2 separate regions of the Danio rerio genome follow, and region 1 is linked to region 2. Evidence: chromatin contacts called from public Hi-C data. All regions are on one chromosome and are shown on one strand. The core of a region is the stretch at or near the end of the contact, and the rest is flanking DNA. Distances in the headings are between cores, read along the strand shown.

Region 1 (4,718 bases), core at 786-3,285, 57 kb before region 2:
CCTTGATTTAAAAAAATTGTGATGCAAAAATTTACTAAGAAATATTTCATATTAATTTTCTGTTAATTAAACACTAACACAATAAGCCTGATTTCTTGCTAGAAGTGTGATTCTAAAGTGATCGTAGTTATATTGTCCAGATATTAAGTCTATAATAAACAAGACAAAAGAAGACACTTTTAAATAGTACCAAATGCTATTAATGTTACAGTTTACTCAATAAATATATTAAAAATAAGTTTTTGTGATACAATAAAAATTATTTTTGTGATCAAGAAGAGATTATTGGACTGTGCAATATTTTTGCGTACAGTATCTTAAATTTAAAAAAAAATATATAATAAAAAATATTGTTTTTTTTTACAGTTTGTTTTGATATGGAATACTTTTAGTCTACTTTATATTTTGATGTAGTGCATAATTCATCTTTTTTTTTCTTAGAGTATAATAAGGATAAGTTGCGGGTTCATTCCACTTTTGCGACCCCAGATTAATAAAGGGACTAAGCCAAAAAGCAAATATTGATTCATTCATTCATTTTCTAACACTAAATCTGATTTTTGCTAGAAAGGCTATGCTAAAGTGATTCTAGTTTAAGTGATGTTGTGCAGATATTAAGTCTATAATAAACAAGATAAAATAATATCTTAAATATTTTAATAAATATTCATTCATTAATTTCCCTTTAGCTTACTACCTTATTTATAAGGGTTCGCTACAGCGGAATGAACCCTCTTCAATAAATACATTACAAATATTTTTATTTGTTGTAGAAGAGATAATAGTACTGTGCGTGTGTGTGTGTGTGTGTGTGTGTGTGTGAGAGAGTGTGTGTGTGTGTGTGTGTGTGTGTGTGTGTGTGTGTGTGTGTGTGTGTGTGTGTGTGTGTGTGTGTGTGTGTGTGAGAAAGAGAGAAAGAGAGATAATATGTGCAGTAATTTAAAAACACTTGGAATGAGTTATGTAACTTAAAAAAATCAACCCATGATGTATGTGATGTATGATATGCATTAACTCTTTTTAAATCAAATTTCCAGTAAATTCTTATTAAATCGATCATATTCTTATTATAGTAGGCCATACTTTTTAATAGCAGTTCAAGTAAAACTTTACAATAAAGTTGTATTAGTAATGCATTCACTAACACGAACAGACCATGAACAATACATTTAATTGTTTGTTTATGCTAGTTAGTGAAAATACAGTTGTTCATTCTTAGTTAATTAACTCTGAATTAAGTAATGTTAAAAAAGAGGAATTTGTGTCTTATGCATTAGTAAATGTTGAACTGATTAGTAAATGCTGTATTGGTTTTGTTTATGTTAGTAAATACAGTCAACAATAAAACCTTATTATAAAGTGTGACCAGAGTTCTGTATTTTCAGTCTACTATAGTGCATATTTCATGTTTTTTTCTTTGATGGGTATAAAAATGTTATGATGTATTTCTTGTTTCTGTTGGTCTTGTGTTGGTATGTTCCTAATAACTCTATGCAAGTCATTTAGCCTGAATAAGTAGATAGCCTATCGATTAAGTTAAATCAGTACACGTAGCTTTACGAGTATCGCTGCAGGGTTACTATGGTGACGTTGCGTCCTTCCGTCCTCGCTTCACTCATATAAAGCCTTCGAGAGGGAAAAGCCCAGTAGAAAAGTCAGAGGTATAGTGGGATGGTGTGAAGATAGATAAATGGCTGTTACACCTTCACTACATAGTGTAGTTTTGGAAATTTCATTCATTCGGTTTTAGGAAGGACGGACAGCGGTCGCACCTGCCCTCGGGAGTTGTGGAGTCAGTGGAGTTTCTCCATTCGTCTTAGTACCGGGGCAGGCGCAGTCCTGCGCGATACTTTACAGTCACTGAGAGGTGTTTAACTATTAACACGTCACCGAAGAACCATCTCTATCATATCAACAGGAACTATAAGCATATTATCATACATCAAGAGAAATTAAGTTCTGGACTACTGCAGCCGCATCCGAACGTGAAGTGACATACGGAGTATCATTCGGGACGTTATTTTAACAGACAAAATGACTCCTCTTAAAACCTCAGTCAAAGCCTTCTTCACTCTTCACGTGCTTTTTAGTTGTATTTCACATGGTAAGTGTGCGCTTTTTGTGATTATTACGCGCTTTGAGTGCAGCTGCTTCTTGCGGCTGCTGTTGTACAGATGCGGACTAAAGTTCAGTCTTCTACATTAGCTGATCTGCATTGTAAATGCATATAACAAGTAAGGATGGTAACAATACATTTACTGCTATAGTAAAGTCCTACCACTTATTTATCGCGTCGGATTAATAGATAAGTTTATTGTTTGTTCTGATTGTTATATGATAAAAACATATTACAATATGACGGATCATAAATGGTTGTAATAGTGGTTGTAAAGCACTTAATTTGATCTAGAAAAAAACTAAATAATTTTAGTCTTTATGATGTTGGTATCGTGTTATTGTTGAAGTGCAATTTGGGATCATATGTGTCAGATTGTAAAATCTTTATTGGGTTCCAAATTTTTAAGTGTTGTGAGTCTTTGTGTGATTATTGGTTTTATTAATATTGGCTTTTATCAGCATTGTAGGTTACTGAACCTGTTACATCAATAGAACCTTTTGATTTTACAAAAGTTTCTTTATGGTCTGAAATGTTCTTTGGATCATTGAATTTAAAGCTAAAAGTTGTTCTCTGAAAGGTTATTTGGGGAACTTGGATTGATTCTTCCTCATTTGAAACTTTTATTTTTTAGGAGTGAGTGTTCTCCACTCTGATAGTAAATTAACCACTCAAGAAGCACACAAGAGTTGTTTTTCCCTGCTGGGGCTTAAATTATTTTACTGACGTTTGGTTATGGGGTCCAAACGTATGGTCAGTTTATTAAACAGTCTGCATAGTCAGAGAAGAACTGTAGGTTGGAGCATTCACCCATCCTCTGGCACTAGTTATTCAAGGAATGAATATGTATTGTGTTTGAAACATCAGGTCTGTTTTGCTAACATGCAAAACATTTTATTGTGAACGAGCAGTTTGGACTCATCCCCAGTTCCGGTGTTGTTCTCAAGTTTGAAAAGAGAATATGTGTTTACAGTAGAACGTATATTGTTTACCCTTGGCTGATTGGTTTTCTGGCTGCATCTCCTTAAGTTGGATAGTAAAAGGTGGATGCCATTGTTCATTGTGACAGCACTTGTGCACTGCAGATACAGGTCTTCCTCTTGCTGTCCAAACAAACAGGAGCTCTTACTCTGGTCCAAACAGAGGAAATACTGCTCCCCCTATGACTTTTTGGGTCTTCAGGCTTTGTCTACAAGGTTTCCAAGTAGATTTCCTTCGCTGTCCTTGCGCTGAGCGTGGGAAAGACACATGAAGGAAGCGGATGGAGAGGCAGGAGGCACCCTGGAATTGTTCTGGCAGTAGAGGTCACGGAAATGTGACACGCTACCTGAGTAAAGATTCCTTCCCCAGACTCCTTGCTTGCTCCTCTACTCCAAATCTGTGTCAGTCGCCCTATCTTGACACAATGGATGAGCGGAAGAGTATGCTATTATATTTTATATGTCAGGGATGTATGGTAAATCCATTAGTCAAAAATAGGGGTTTTAATGTCACGTTAACAAGTGTATGTTGTAGATATATGCCGATACTCAGTTCAGTATTGTGATAATGAGCATGCACAATAATGATATTGTGGGCACTTTTAAATACCATGAATAATTACTTATTATTTAAACTTATTAGGTGCTTCGTAACCAGGGGCGGATTTAATCAATAAGCTAGGTAATCAACCGCTTAGGGCCCCAAAAATATGGGGGGGCCCAATAAGTGCCTAGAAGATTCTGTAATATAAAATATAGTTTTCTATCACATTTTCTATGGTATGGGTATAACAAATAAAATTATATACAGTAATTATTACATCTGTGAAAATGTGTCCCCCAAATCATGGATCAGTCCAGCAGTCAAATCAGGTTTACTTTTAAAGACAAAACCGTTTATTTATTATTTTTCATTTTAGTAATTTTAAGAATCAATTCATTTAAAATGTATAGATTATATTAGGATAAAAATGTAGAAAACTAAATAGACAGACAGACAGACAGACAGACAGACAGACAGACGCATACATACATACATACATATATATATGTGTGTGTATATATATATATATATATATATATATGTGTGTATATGTATATGTATATGTATATGTATATGTATATATATATATATATATATATATATATATATATATATATATATATGTGTGTATATGTATATATATATATATATACACACACAGTTGAATTATTAGCCCCCCCGAATTATTAACGCCCCTTCTTATTTTTTCCCCCAATTTCTGTTTAACGGAGGGAAGATTGTTTAAGCAAATTTTCTAAACATAATAGTTTTAAAAAGTTATTTCTAATAACTGATTTATTTTATCTTTGCCATGAGGACAGTAAATAATATTTTACTAGATATTTTTCTAGACACTTCTATACAGCTTAAAGTGACATTTAAAGGCTTAACTAGGTTAATTAGGTTAACTATGCTGGTTAGGGTAATTAGGTAAGTTATTGTATAATGATGGTTTGTTCTGTAGACTATCGAAAAAAAAATAGCTTAAAGGGACTGATAATTTTGTCCCAAAAATGGTTTTTAAAAAATTATAAACTGCTTTTATTTTAGCCGAAATAAAACAAATAAGACTTTCTCC
Region 2 (4,273 bases), core at 1,031-3,530:
AATTGTCATACAGTTTCTCCCCCACATCTCCACACGACTCCAGTCACTGCGCCTTTCTTTGAGAGACGTGCCTGCGTGAGAGTCTTTGAGACAATGGCACAGTGGAGAGATACTGCCTAAGGTGACAATCTCAACAGCCAGACTACAAAAGCTGGGCTGGGCGTGTGACTTGTTAAAGCTGGCTGTAAGGTCTGGTGACTAGCATCTTTGTTTGTAACGCTTGAACTGTAATGGCCTCTGACTCCATCTCTGAATAAGCAAGGCTATAGATATGGCATATGGCCATCTTGTACAACAAGTGATTTGAATTGGGGCCAACGCTTTATAATATGGGTGCCAATATGTATTATGCTACTAATATGTATTTAATAGTTCTGGAAGTTGAAACACATGATGTAGAGTTGATGATGTCAAACCTGTCACTGTAATGACAGTATTTACTAATGGACTAATAGTCATGTGGTTCAACAATTATATAAACAATTATGATTATAACAAGTTATAATGTTAACATAATGATAATAGCTAATTATTCATTAAAACTGAAAAATAGGAAGTTGAAATGGCTTTAAACTAACTTTGATTTGTACTTTGATGAAACTAGATGTTAATGGAGAATTGATCCATGGTGACATTTTAATTGCATAGCTTTAATAGCATCCGTTGACTTAAAATGAGCTGCATTAGAAATGTATAGTCGTGAATCTGTACGTGCTACCAGATTAGGCCTGGACATATTTGAAAGAATGTTTAAGAATGACCGAAATTATTTAGGTTGTACTTAATAAGAAAATGGAAAATGTAGCAAATGTTTTTGAATCGGAAAGACTGGAGTTGTATTTTCTTGTAAAAAGTCTACCAATAACCTGTTTTTTTTTTTTTTTTTTACAGATCTGAAAAATATTTTGTTCACTTTATTATAACGTACAATTCTTTTATTAATAAATCATTAATTAAGACTTTTACTTCAAGTACTACTATTTATCTGCTTAATAATAGTTTGTAATATTGTAGTTAGGTTTAGGCATTGGCCTGGTAGGACACTACGCACTCCTACTTCAAAGTTGCGGTCGGTCTGAAAACTGCTCCAATTGGTCCACCATTTTTATGTTGTTAAATTGAAAAAAAAAGGACTGGGTATGTTTATATCTCCCCAATATGACGGTCTATACACTATATCTACACATATGTCTGTCCAAACAGCTTGAAAAGTGTATTTTTCACCATAGATGCCCTTTAAGCCAGTAGTTAATGGTGTGAATTGGTACTAAAAGTGTTACCAATTAATGTTTTTTAAGATGTACAGAATGCAAGCTTTGAATAAAACCTAAATCTATTTAATGATGACTAATTTAGTCTTTGTGCACTGTTCAAATTTACTACTTTTTTGTTTGGTCCAAGATGAAAGCATCCACTAAATCAAACTGCTGCTAAAATGCACCAGATTAATATTTTATTATTTATCTATATTTTTTTCAACTTCAGTCCTAATCAAAACTACTAAATTGCTTAGAAAATGACAGGATGTTAATTCTTTAATTGCCAAATTCATAAATGATGTCACTGACTTGGTGAAAAAAAACACACTTTTAACTCTGTTAAAACGAACAGTCACTTGTCGCTTTGCTGCTTTGAGTCGCTTGTGTGAATGAGGCTTTAGGGAGAAAAATAAAAATCTATCAAAAATAATGCCTCAAAGGCAATGTTGTTTCACATGTCCAAGACTTTGTTGACTAGATTATTTTAAACCTTTTATCAATTACTTTTTATCTTGAAAATACGTCTTTTTGTGTGTTTTTTTCACCAAATCAGTGATATCATTTCTGAACTTGGCAATTAAAGAGTTAAATTCTGTAATTGTCTTAGCAATTTAGTAGTTTTGATCAGGACAGAGGTTGGTTAACATCTTTGTCAATATAAGCTTTGTCACCAAATATTTTTCTGCTAGCTGAAACACAGAAAAAGTTATGGCGCAATTAAGACTCAAAATCACCCCAGAGTGGATGAAAACATTCCTAACAGTTAAGAAAACAAGATGGCATAAAAAGATAACTATTTTAAAACTTGGTCAGTTCATGCCTGAAACATCATAATACTTTATTAACCACACACTAACGTGTGTTCTGAGACAGCAGTACTTGTTCATAAAAGGGCCTCAGGACAAATGGTGCTGAAAGCTAAAGTGAAGGTGGCCTTTTAAGTTATTAACGGCAGGCCACTGGGCTGAATTAGCCTTGGTTTTTTTAAACCATTGGAGTTCTGAGACACAGTTTATGGTCTTCCAGCGAAGCAGACGCCAGGGTTAATCTACAAAGGTTATCCACTAAATTGCATTCAAGGCCTTGACTATACGGCATCCTAATATTTGAGTGCAACAGATTTTACCACCAACTGCAGCTAGACAAACAGTGATAATCTCTTGCTGATTTGAGGTTTATGACTCAGACCTGGAGGGGTTAAAGTGACTAATAATCAGTCGTGCTGTTTCGAAGAAGCGAGAGCTTTGTAACATGTTTTAATAAGACGCCGCACCCCCATTCACACCAATTTTAAATTCCTCTACTAAATAATCACAGCAGCAGGGAAGATTACATAGCTTGGCTGTCTCTTTCTATGATTGATGAGCCGAGTTGATCTGCAAATGAACATAATCAGCAGGTTTTTATTAAATCACTCAGTCTTGCCTCTGTCAACACTCCCCCATCGTTCCATGTCCAGCGCCCTTCTCATCTCAGTGCGATATGATAAAAAGCTGGGCACAGCCTGCAACCAGCTGGCAAAGCCCTGCACCGGTTGCCATGGTCACAGGCATGAGAAAAAAGAGCCACTCGGAGCATGCAGAGAATGATGTATATATGGTAAAGAGACGGCCCCTGCCAAAGACCCACTCAATCACTGTCACCTTTGACCTTCCCCAGCTTTACTGCTATGTCCAAGAGTCTCCTCCACACTGGGCCTCTGGATTCCACCTGGAACTCCCACATTTACTATGCACATATGTGGAGTGCTTGGCACTGACAGCTCTCATCACACTGTGTACAAACCACAGTACATGCCAATCTGTTCTGTAAAGATATTTACTGCAAATTATCGGCCCTGGAGCTCCTGTAGATTAATAGCAATTCAGAAGTAATGACTTCCTCCAGGGTGTCTGACCCGATGACCCTAATTGAAGAGTCACTGAAACCCCTAGCAACAAACAGAGCAAAGTTTCCATACATGGTACAAATGAAATAATGCTTCATCACACCTGATATAACCTGGGATCAAGAACTCAGGGTTATTACACACCAGCCTGATTTTACCAAGTAGGATCTGTTCCTGGCTGATTGGAATGTTGTTCCAGGATCAACCATCAGAATTAAGGCACATGTTTACCATTTATGTTAAGTTTAAGCTTACAGTTAGGTTTATGGACTTCTACATGTTTGTTGTCTAACTATTATTCATCTCTGATTTTGGGAATAATGTACAGTTATGGCTGGGTTTAGGGGTAGGCAATAGGTATGGATTACATTTTCGAACAAAAATGATGTTCCAGGATCAACATAGGTGTTAATCCAGGATCGCATCGTACTTGCCAAAATCATGAAGTGTGTTATTTTATGTCACATTTTTCATTCAACAATTAATCCTGGGTTTTCATATCCTGAGGTTTCAAACTTTGCAATCCTAAAACCCAGAATAACATTCTTATTTGCAAACACTCAAAAAAAAGAAAGACTTTTGCTGCTTGTTTAAACTACTTATTTAAAACGAGTTGAAACAACACAATTCATAACCTTTGTTTTTTTGGGATGTTCAACCCACTTAAATTTGTAAAAATTAGAAAGTTAATTTCATTGATTTGTGTTGGGACAACATGAAGAAATTGTGTGGAATCCAGCATTTTTAGTGTATTTTGCAGTGGTAGTTTCACTGATTTCAGACTTTATGTGACCTATTTAGATAAACACTCTATATTTGCTCATCCTCATTTTATATATATATATATATATATATATATATATATATATATATATATATATATATATATATATATATATATATATATATATATATTGACAATTGTATTCTATAAAACTTATTAACTTTAAAGATAATGTTACCTAATTTCAACTATTAAGATGCGAATAAAAAGGCATCATCTTCATTTCGTTTGTTTTCAAGCACAATTTGACATGTTTCCAATTGAAGTTGTATTATACACTCATTTGTGCTTCCATAAATGTCCAAAGCATATGAATATGTGGCATGTGATTGGCCGTCGGTT

What was found. A called contact is a pair of places that touch in the nucleus more often than the background predicts.
Region 1: a contact with region 2 is called in a Hi-C map of embryo, with 2.4 times the contacts expected there. The contact joins the promoter of kdrl here to the enhancer-like site in region 2. A contact is called at or near these places in 7 of 18 Hi-C or Micro-C datasets (embryo, fibroblasts, gastrula embryo and 2 more) and 1 of 4 datasets of contacts at active chromatin or transcription factors (caudal fin).

The regions. Positions count from the first base shown.
Region 1 is chr14:37,589,214-37,593,931 of GRCz12tu, reverse strand. It overlaps kdrl (kinase insert domain receptor like), which reads left to right and starts at 2,035. Exons shown (of 30, transcript NM_131472.1): 1 at 2,035-2,104. The coding sequence starts at 2,035.
Region 2 is chr14:37,532,633-37,536,905 of GRCz12tu, reverse strand. The region is part of intron 29 of kdrl (kinase insert domain receptor like); the gene reads left to right. Among named protein-coding and RNA genes, the nearest start is that of cdx4, 23 kb to the right of the region's middle. Within about 2 kb of position 2,280, at least 13 of the 62 cell types and tissues checked have an H3K27ac peak or open chromatin away from gene starts, as enhancers often do.